Regions from separate parts of the Mus musculus genome. Here region 1 is linked to region 2. Evidence: chromatin contacts called from public Hi-C data. All regions are on one chromosome and are shown on one strand. The core of a region is the stretch at or near the end of the contact, and the rest is flanking DNA. Distances in the headings are between cores, read along the strand shown.

Region 1 (4,933 bases), core at 1,443-3,942, 39 kb before region 2:
GACCCCACTGTTCAGGCCCTAATACTGAAGCCCTGATGGTCAACTAGAGCTGACTTTGCCCTTCAGGGGACATTTGGCAGCTTTTATAGTTGTCACAACTAGAAGAAGGGGGTGGTGCCACAGGATTTAGTGAGCAGATATTAGAGACGCTGCTAGGCAGACTGCCATGCACAGGACGGCACGGTGACAAAGGATTATGGGTCCAAATGTCATGCGGTGGAGGTGAAGGGAACCTGTGTTCAAGAGAGGGCAAAGCCAGGGGTGCAGATGACTACTCCAAAGGCCATAATGTACCAAACCCCGCTGGCTCTTCTGATGGAATCTCACAAGTTCCTCCCAGAATAATCCCCAGCCACACCCCTCCCCCAAGTCCTCCATGACTTCATCCAGACCCTGGAAGAGCAAGAGCGATACTCTCCTTGTATGCTCACCTCATACATACTATAGCATAAAGAAACCTGGGATGTCCTAGGCCTGTTGCTTGCCTGGAAGCAACAGTCCCTGTCCCTTCAGCTCAGAGGCCTGAGGAGGATCAAAATCCCCACTATCGCCACTATTCCATGTGCACTGTGACTTTCTGCAAGTTTCACGTTTCTCAGTGCCCCAGCCTCCCTGTCTATAAATTTGTAGGTTGTCTGCTGTGTCAATCAAATGAAATAATCTACATAAAAATTAATAGGTAGTACAGGGCTTACTAGCTGCTGTTGTTACATTGGTGTCATCTGATCTGAGTCAATGCTGGGAAAGAGACCTCTATGACACCCCAAGATTTTCATGGGATCTCTTCCTGTTCTTGCCACCTACTGCTACAGTCAGAAGAGCCCTGGCTTACCCTCTTCCAGAGCAGAGAACCCAGGCAGGATGTACTAACTAATCCACTCTCACCACTTTGCCTGTGTATTCCTGATATTCCAAAATGTTTCCTCGTCTGTAAAATAGGACCGATCTGCATACAAGCAAAATCACAGCAGTTCTGACGATGGTGAATCTCAAGTGCTCCCAGAACCCAGGACGTGAGGCCGCCGAGAGGAGGTTTTTGGATAAGGGTAGGAGGCAACCTAAAGGGGAAGGTGAGATGTTGGGAGAGTAAAAGGTAAGGCTCTAATGGAGTTCTGGGGAGAAGAGACTTTGTGGCTTACCCCACTGTGTGCAGGCAAATGTGGAGGCTATCACAGCCCAGGCCCAAACAACCTATGGCCCTGTAATTAGGTCAGAGTCCTGAGGGGTCAGCACACAGCCAGGCCTGGGGCAGGGACAGAAAAGAAGGATCCACAGCTGCAAAAAGTGAGTCGGGGAGAGAGGGAGAAAGCAGAAAGTGTGGAGATGCATCTGGAAGGCCAGCCTCTGGTCTCTGAAAGCATGAAAGAGTAGAGGCTAAGAATAGAGAGGTTGGGGAGGAAAAAGACCAGGAGACTGCACAAAAGCAACGCTTGGGAGATCAATGAAGGGAATGAACCGAGAGAAGAAGGACTTAAGGGAGGGAACCGGCTGTCGAGGTGGAGAATAAATCTCAAAATAAATAAGAGTGATGGAGTTCAGCTGGAAGGACTAGAAATGCAACCACCCAGAGGAGACACCAGTCACTAGGGAGGAGTGGGAGAGTGGAAATTAGAGCTCCCGGTGGTGAGCAGGCCAGGGCGAGCTGGAGTATGGGTCCCTAGGGACCATCAGGAATCAGGGTCTCGGAGGGAGGGCGTTGTCACCTCTTTAACTCAGCGTCTGTTTTGCAGGCCAGGATGCTTGGTTAGGGGCAGATGGCAAAGACATACAGCTGCACGGTCACTTCAGTCACCTGGCTGGCACCCATGCAGCTAAGAAAAAGGAAACAGTCTAGGCAGAAAAGACATCGGGCATTGGGCTAGCTGAATTTGAGCAAGAACGGAAAATCTGGCTTTGCAAGCGTTTCTGGACAGTGGGGGGTGGGGGTGGATTTTATTAGCCTCATGCTAGAGGGCACGAAGTTTAGGCTGGACTGTCTTGTTTGCCTACTCTTTTATTCTGGCTGGAGGCACAGGACTTCCAGAGCTCGCTCCTAAAGAGGAATGACCAGCGTGGCTCTCTTCCCAGGACAACTGACCTTCCACCTGCCAGCAGACTCCCAGCCCCGGGGCAGGGGCTCTGTCCACCTCAATGTTCAGTGATTGTCTCTGAAGCCTCGGTCTGTGCAAAGGGCCTTTCTGGGCAGCCAGCCAGGGGTGGCCACTTGAGAAGCCCGCCTCTACCTTCGCTTGCACCCCCTTCTTTTGAAGCCGGGCTTTCATAGTGTGTGGGGGAAGGGGGGCTAGATGCAGCGAAGTCTGGCCAGGGGAGTGGTGGGGACAGGGTCTAGTCTGCCACGGGTGCCTCGGGGCAGCTGAACCGCCAGGCAAGGAGGGAGCCCGCTCCCCTCCTGGGGGCGCTCCCTTCGCGCGGATCTGGGCTGGGAGGAGGAGAAGGAGCACTCCCCCGGGGGCTTTCCCGCTGCCGGCGACGGGGGAGACGGAGCCTCCGGGCCCCGCAGGCGAGGGAGGGGTGCGGTCGGGGCGGGGGCCGGGCTCCCCGGCTGGCTGCGGGGTCCGGCCCGGCGGCCGCCTGCGGCTCGGCGCTGCTCGGCGCTCCTGCCCGGCGGGCGCTGCATTCTCCGAGTCTCCACCAGAGGCTGCGGGAGGAAGGAAGGGATCCGTCCCTTGCACACTTCCCCCCTAGTCAGACACGCACACTCCCTCGCTCTCTCGCTCCTCCACACACGCGCGCACTCGCCGCCGCGGCTCCCCCTCTCGCTCCCGCTCTCCCTCGGCTCCTCCGAGCGGACGCCAGAGCCGGACCTGGCTGTGATCCTGCCGCTTGCTGGCGTCCCAAGGCGCGGACCAGGGTGCAGTCCGGCCGCTCCCCAAGGTAAGAGCGCGCGGCACCCGCGGGAGGACAACCGATCGCCGCTGGGGAAGGCTGCGGGCCGGGAGGGTGCACGGGCCGGGGAGAGGCGGGCGCGGCGCGGCGCGGGCTCCGGGGCAACAGCTGAAGCGCGCCCATCCCGCGCCCCCTCCCCGGCGGGGAGACAGGGACTTTCCCACGTCCAAACTTTCCCCGGCGCGGAGCCCAGCCCGGCCACCTCCCGGCCCGGGAGTCGCGGTCCCTGTGTCCTGAGCTCCAGGATGCCCCCGAGGCCGGGGAGGAAGGGGGTGTCTGCGCCAGGGGTGTAGGGCCGGAGTGCGGGGAGGGGTGGGGAGATGGAGAATCCAGCCTCTGTACGGGCCGGGACCCCGGCATTCCCGCCGCCCACCCCGCGCCGCCCCGGCTCGGCTCGCAGCCCCTCCCGGAGGCCCGGCGATCGGCGCGGCGGGAGCGTGTGCGCCGCGCGGGTGCGTGTGCGGGTCGAGCCGCGGCGACACGCGCGGCTGCGGCCACCCCTGGGTGGGGTGAGCTGGACAGGCTATGAGGACCCTTGTGGCCCTGCCGACGTGACCCCCTGCTCCCTTCGGCCGTCGGATGGCCGGTGGAGATTGAGAGGTAGCTCTACCCTCTTCATCCGCACACGACTCCGGGGACTCTGTCCCCACCACGGAGAAGGACCGGGCTTCACAGGCTCACGTCCAAAGCACGCGCCACTCGGGACTGACCCTCCGGAGGCCGGGGTGCGGAACCGGGAGGCGTGGACCTTGCGACTGTGAGGGCGTACAGGCTGCGGGACCCTCGATAGACACTATCCCTAACCACGTCTCCCTTGGCTCGGGACCTGACTTCGCCACTTCCGCTGTGGCCTGGTCGGGTCCCTGCCCCAGCTTGGGTGCTGCTGGAGACGACCCTGTAGGGTGCAGCGGGCGGAGCGCAGAGAGAGGCTGGAGTCCCCCGAGGTCTCCCCAAGCCGCAGAGGCACCCCCTGCTGGCGGGCACAGCAGCGACGGCTGAAGCCTGCGGGGCCCGGCCGGTTGAAGGCTTGTCCGGCTCGCGCTGCTAGGAGCCCCCTGCTTTCTCTCCTACCCTTCCTAGTCGGCGGCGGCGTTGGTCGGAGGGTGTGCGTTCCATCTGATGAGCTCCCTGGGTCCCAGAACCAGCAGGAGTGCTCAACTTGGCCAGAGTCTTGATTGTTAGTATTGGCTACTGCCTCTGCTTCTTCTCCTTCTGTCCTGGAAGCCTATCCATTATGTCCTCTGTCCCTCAGAGTATCTCCCACGCTAGCCCACCAGTGCCCACCCTGACTCTTTTTGGGATGTGGGGGCTTGGCCCGTCTCATCCTCAGTGTTGCCACCTTCTTTCACCCTTCTTGCCTCAGTGTCTGTCAGGTCAGAAGGCATCTTCTTCCCCAAGCCAGCCTCTACTCTGCGGCAGCAGGATTCCCGGCTTTTTCCAGTGTTCCCTTAAACACTGCTTGGGATGAAGTGGGGGTGTCTCTGTGATCTTCCTTCACTACAAGAGTACCTGTGCTCCCCAGCAGGTGCTTTACCAAGCTAGGTCTCTCAGCCTAGGACATCTGCCTCTGGGGCACCCTGTCTGATTCTATCTACCTGGGCTGTCCTCCTTCCCATCCTGAAGTATTTATTGGAGGGTGGGTTCTGGGGTCACAGGGCAAACACTATCAAAAGGCAGAATGGGAACCCAGACACCCTGATATCCGGGCCTCACCAATTGTATGCTGGGTGAGTGTGAGGGAAAATGGATCCATTTCTTGTCCTCAGACTGCAGGCAAAGCAGGAAGGCGTTTGCTTCCATGCAGCATGAGGTATTTAAGGTAGATCCCCAGAGCTCTCAGGGGGAGAAAGCTGTTAAGTGAAAAACTGTGGTGACCCTGGGTACATGTGTATAGTGTGTGTGTGTGTGTGTGTGTGTGTGTGTGTGTGTGTGTGTGTGGCTTGGTTGCTTTTGCACAGAGGCTGGGCCTCAGCCTCTTTCCCCCTCTGGGGTTCTCTGTGTCCGTATCCTGTGGAGTTCTGAGACTCCCTGTGAGGCCTCGGGCTGG
Region 2 (4,947 bases), core at 1,821-4,320:
AAAGCTTATTCTCTCAAGCTGTCTTCCGATGTCCACATTATGGTACACACACACACAACACACACACAGAGTAAATTGATAGATAGATGGATAGATAGATGGATGGATGGATGGATAGATCGATCGATCGATAGATACATAGATAGACATGTAAAGAAATTTAGAGAGCCTTGTACTGGGGCCAGAGATTCATTGTGCATTCCAGAGAGGACCCATCATGGTCACGGGTGGCCACAGGGAAAAGGAGTCGAATGTCTGGTGGCTTCTCAGAAACCTCTATTCAGGAAAGGGAGAGCTTTGCCACAAAGCCAGGAGTAGGTGACTGTCCTTAGACAAGAGAGCAGACAGGCCTGGCAGAGACAAGGATCCAGGGGGATTGGTGTTAGGTGTTACCTGTATGGTGAGGTCATGTTGCTAGACAGTAGGTGAGGGACTCCTGTGTGGAGACTCACAGGGGGGCCCCTCCAGGGGCTCAGAACTGGAGGTGAATCCTCCCCACCCCTACAGGAGCTGCTGTGCTTCTGTCCTCCCCCCCCCCCCGACTGTGATCCTCTCTCGCCTGTGGAAAACAATAGTCACGGCTCACCTGGTTCCAGCACTTGACTTTCCAGAGAATTACTTTTGTGTTCACCATCTACTCGAGCTTTGAAAGAAAAAAAAATCTTGGAGGATTTATTTTCCCCATTTTGCATAGAAAAGCACTGAAGCTCAGAGAGGGGAAGCAGCTTCCCTTAGGTCACACAGCTGTTGGGGAGCAAAGCTGGGGACCCAGCTCAGCCCAAGTGTGACTCCCCCACGGACCTCACCAGCCCCTCTCCTACCTTCTGCAAAGCAATGAGCAAATTTTGGGGCTCCCCATGCATCTCAGGCAGCCCTTCCAACAAGAGACCTGTGTGTGCGTTGGCTTGCTACCGACAGCAGCTTCTAGTCCTTCGCCCTAGTCCTGAGTCTTCCGCAGATGGCTACCAAAGACTGTCGCCGGCAGCTTTAAATGCAGGAAGGAGAGGATTAAGCCTTGGAGGGAGTGCCAGCCTCAGCCCCTTCCCTTGCTGCAGCCTGAGCAGGGAGATTAGAGAAGAAGATTCCTTATCTGCCAGCTACATCACTTGTCAGGAGAAGAAACGGAGAAACGCCCCCTCAGGCTTGGCACCACCATTGTCTATCTGTCGCCCCAGATGGGACCTGGCTTACAGTCTAGGGGATCAATGGGCCAGACTGGATTACAACTCCAAGCACCCAGCCTGCTGCCATGGAACCTGGTAGTAGCACCCCCTCCCTGTTCCAGTCTGTTTGGGGCATATGCAGATCAGAGAGAGGGTTCCCAGCTCAGTCCAGGTCTCCACCCCCACCCCCAGCCCAGACCACCTCACCCCACCCCACCTCGGCAAGGCACTGGGTTTAATACATCCCAGTCTTCCCCAGGCTGATACATCCTCCCCAAGACTTCACACAAGCCATTTCCTCTGCCCATGATTCCCTTCCCAGGGCTCTCTATGCTGAGCTCCTACAGAATCTTCCAGGACAGGTCAAATGTCACTGCATTCGGAAGCCCACAAAGAACAGCTGGATTGAGCTGATGCCTGGGTGAGACTCCATTTAACAGATGGACTGGACACCCCTGACCTTACCCTGTAGGGCTGACATATAATAGGGAGTTGTAAGTCCAGATGTCCCCAAGGGTGCTGTGGAAAAGGACAGTTCCTTGTGAGTAGAATCTGAGTGAGGGAACACTTAACTCAGACCAGGCCCCAGGAGAAAAGAGGTAGGCCATGTTCCCTTAGTCTGTTCTTGCTTCTCCCTGGCTTGTAGGGCATGTGGCCATGGAGCCCCAGGGTAGAAGTGTGGCTCAAACATTAGACTGTATGTTCTTGGGTAAGTCATTTGACTTCTATGCTTCATATCCACGGCTACAGGAGCAGGGACTTCCTCATGGTGCTCTGTGAGAATGAAGTGGTTTATCAGTGTAAGATACTCAGAGCCACGGTGTCAAGCCAGTGGATGGCAGTCAGTGGATGGTGGCCTTTTGGGTGCTCTGCATTGGCAGATCTAAGCCCACTGTCACCTACCTCATCCTGAGCCTCTCCGTCAGGAAAGTGAGAGCAGTGATAGGTTTCCAATTCTGATCCTCTGAGATGCAGTGAAGCAAGGGTGGGGGTGGGGTCAAGGCAATGTATAAGGAGAGCAAAGACGGGGGAAGCCCCCAGAACGGGATGGAGAAAACCTGGGTTGAACAAGGCAGTTTGAAGCCAGAAAGCAGAGGACCTTAAATGACGCAGTGGTGTCTTCGAGGGACAGCCAGGCCTGGTCTATTATTAGGTGACTGCTAAGGGAGTGATCTCCTGGTGGCTGAAGGAATATAAGCAGGCGCTGAGATCTGCAATGACCGCCCTGGCCCAAGACTGCAATAACAGGTTCTAGAAAGAGACTGGTCCCCTGGTGCAACTCCAGACCCACAAACAACTGTGTCTCTAAATTGATGAAACAGACCAACCCCGAGATGACCGAACGTATCTTGGGGACAAGCACCTAGCCACCTGTGCCGGTATCGAACAGGAAGAAGTGACATACTGACTGGTACAATGGATCCGTGTTGGCATCTGTGCAGTAGTGACAGGAAGACTGGGTGTGTGAGACACAAGTTCTCACTGTGGCTAGTGTTGCTGTTATCACGACTTCAAGTTTCTAGAAGCCCCACACTCCTGGCCTTTCCTCTCCCCGCTGAGTAGGCGGTGGCCAGGCTAGCTGAAGCCTGGGGCTGCCAAAGGCTCCAGCCTGCAGCCTCCCCAAGGAGCCTGCCATGGTTACCAGCTGCCGGCAAGGAAGGGCCATAAATCCTGAGCGGGCTGGGGGAGGGGGAGCCACGTGGGGGGCGGGAAGGGGGGCAGCTAAGTGGAATTGAATCTTGTTTAAGGAGGAGACCCACGCCTCCCCGGGCCTGTAATTTACTGCGAGGTTGACAAGATGAAAGCGGAATGTTCAGTGGTATAATCGCCCGGACCTCAGGGAGCTGCGGGAGATGAGCCGCGAGGCCAGCGGTGGCGGCCTGGCTTTGAGAGAGATCTGGGGCGCTGATCCCGCTGTGAGCACAGCAGGCGGCAGACCCGGGGCTCCCTCCTCTGCGGATGGCAGGGCCTGGCTGGTTAAGCCCCAGCTCAGGCGGCATCCTGCTTGCTGTCATCTCTAGAGCTGAGGTCAGGTCCCGAGTCTGTGGTAGATTTGATTCAGTGGAACGCGCCACCCAGGACGCCTGTGTCTCGCAGCTGCAGACAGTTGGCGCGGAGGCCTTAATGGGGAAGAGCCCTAGCCACAGTGAGCATCCGGCCCCAGGCCATTGGTGGGCTGGGCAATCCAGTGTCTGGTGGGTTCAAAAGCCAAGCCTGGCTTGGCATAAGATCCTCCCAGGGGCCTCCATGGAGCCTGCTGCTATCAACTAGCACACAGAACTCAACCTCAGGGCCCCTGTCCAGGCAGCGGGCCCGTCACCTTCCATCCCTGGTGCATGTGTGCGCATGCTCCGTGTTTGGAGAAGGGGGCGGATTAGGTCTGAGAACCGTTTACAGGCGAGGGGACTCTTTCCAAAGAGAAAGAGATATGATGGTAGCCACGGAAGTTTGTGAGTTTGTGACTGTCAGCTGTCTCATCCAGCTTCGCCACACTGCAGAAGGGGGAGAGTGAGGCCCAGAGGGTTAGGGGTAGAGTCCAAGCTGGGTCAGAGTAAAGGTCTGGGGAGCTCTGTTTCAGGAGCTGTCCCCACACTAGGCTAGTGGGCACAGCCCATCATCCCGTGCCCTAGTAGCTGGAGACTGAAGCCTGTCAAACACTGTGCCAGTTCCCAAGGCCATAACAGTAAATTAAGCGAGGTGACTCTTGCCTGCGAAACCAGTACTCGGGAGGCAGAGGCAACAGGATCAGAGGTTCAAAGTCATTTTTTTTTCTGTATTGTGAGTTTGAGACCAGTCTGGACTACTGAGATCCCATCTCAAAAAACTAAACAAAGTAGGGCCCATGAGATGACTCAGTAAAGCGCTTTCCACACAACTCTGAGGACCTGAGTTTGTGTCCCCAGCACCCAGGAAACGCTGGGCACAGGGGTGTGTGTCTGTCATCCCAGAACTGAGAAAGCAGAGACAGGAAGATCTCTGGGGCTTAACGGCCAGGCAGTCCAGTCTATCTGCAGTCTCCAGTTCTACTGAGAGACCCTGTCTCAAAGGAATTAAGTAGAGGGGCTGGAGCAATGGCTCAGCCGTTAGGAGCACTGGCTGCTCTTGCAGAGAACCCGGGCTGAGTTCCCAGGACCCACAGGGTAGCATAGCCTTCTGTGAGTCCAGTTCTATGAGAGCCAATGCTCTCTCCTGTCCTCCACAGGTATCTATTGGGTGGTGCACAGACATGCCATACATGCAAGCAAAATAGCCATACACATAACAGGAAAGATAGAAGAATAAAGAAGCAAAGGCACTAGAGGGTGACCCTGGACACCAACCTATGACCTGCGCATGTACTGTGCACATAAACACAGACACACAGACATGCACATCATGCATTCCATGTGTATACCCACACATGTCTGCATGTAAGCATGGAGAGAAAGAGAGAGAGAGAGAGAGAGAGAGAGAGAGAGAGAGAGAGAGAGAGAGAGAGAGAGAGAGAGAGAGAACAGTAAGCTCTTGCCCTGGTGATGGGAGTGAGCTGGACCATGTACCCTTCAAAGTCAGACATGCAGTGGGTACTTGATGCCCGATTCCCTGCCTAGGGCTGCTAGCCCTGTGCCAAGAGCTGCCACAGAACCTTTCCAGAGCAGCCAGGCTGTGTGGCCAGACTTCCTCCTCCAGGTCCTGGCTTCCCTGCTTCCTGGCTAGCTGTCACCCAAGTCAAGTGACTCTAGCTCTCTGTGCCCCAGTTTCTAGAGGTGACCATCTACTCCCTAGTGACTTGGGCAGCACCGGG

Evidence for each region. A called contact is a pair of places that touch in the nucleus more often than the background predicts.
Region 1: a contact with region 2 is called in a Hi-C map of the N1E-115 cell line, with 5 times the contacts expected there. The contact joins the promoter of Cdh22 here to the enhancer-like site in region 2. A contact is called at or near these places in 1 of 39 promoter capture datasets (hippocampal neurons), 2 of 15 datasets of contacts at CTCF or cohesin (CD8 T cells and the NIH/3T3 cell line), 10 of 484 Hi-C or Micro-C datasets (the N1E-115 cell line, brain, cerebral cortex and 6 more), 5 of 115 datasets of contacts at active chromatin or transcription factors (embryonic stem cells, neural progenitor cells and neural tube) and 2 of 9 other capture datasets (adipose tissue and pancreatic islet).

The regions. Positions count from the first base shown.
Region 1 is chr2:165,232,496-165,237,428 of GRCm38.p6, reverse strand. Cdh22 (cadherin 22) reads left to right here and starts at 2,692. Exons shown (of 12, transcript NM_174988.3): 1 at 2,692-2,874. It overlaps Gm36748 (a long non-coding RNA gene), which reads right to left. Exons shown (of 3, transcript XR_375215.3): 3 at 4,515-4,933.
Region 2 is chr2:165,193,939-165,198,885 of GRCm38.p6, reverse strand. The region is part of intron 1 of Cdh22 (cadherin 22); the gene reads left to right. Among named protein-coding and RNA genes, the nearest start is that of Gm36803, 13 kb to the left of the region's middle. Within about 2 kb of position 3,070, at least 49 of the 459 cell types and tissues checked have an H3K27ac peak or open chromatin away from gene starts, as enhancers often do. A contact at or near this core is called in the N1E-115 cell line, neural progenitor cells, neural tube and 1 more, where this site is marked.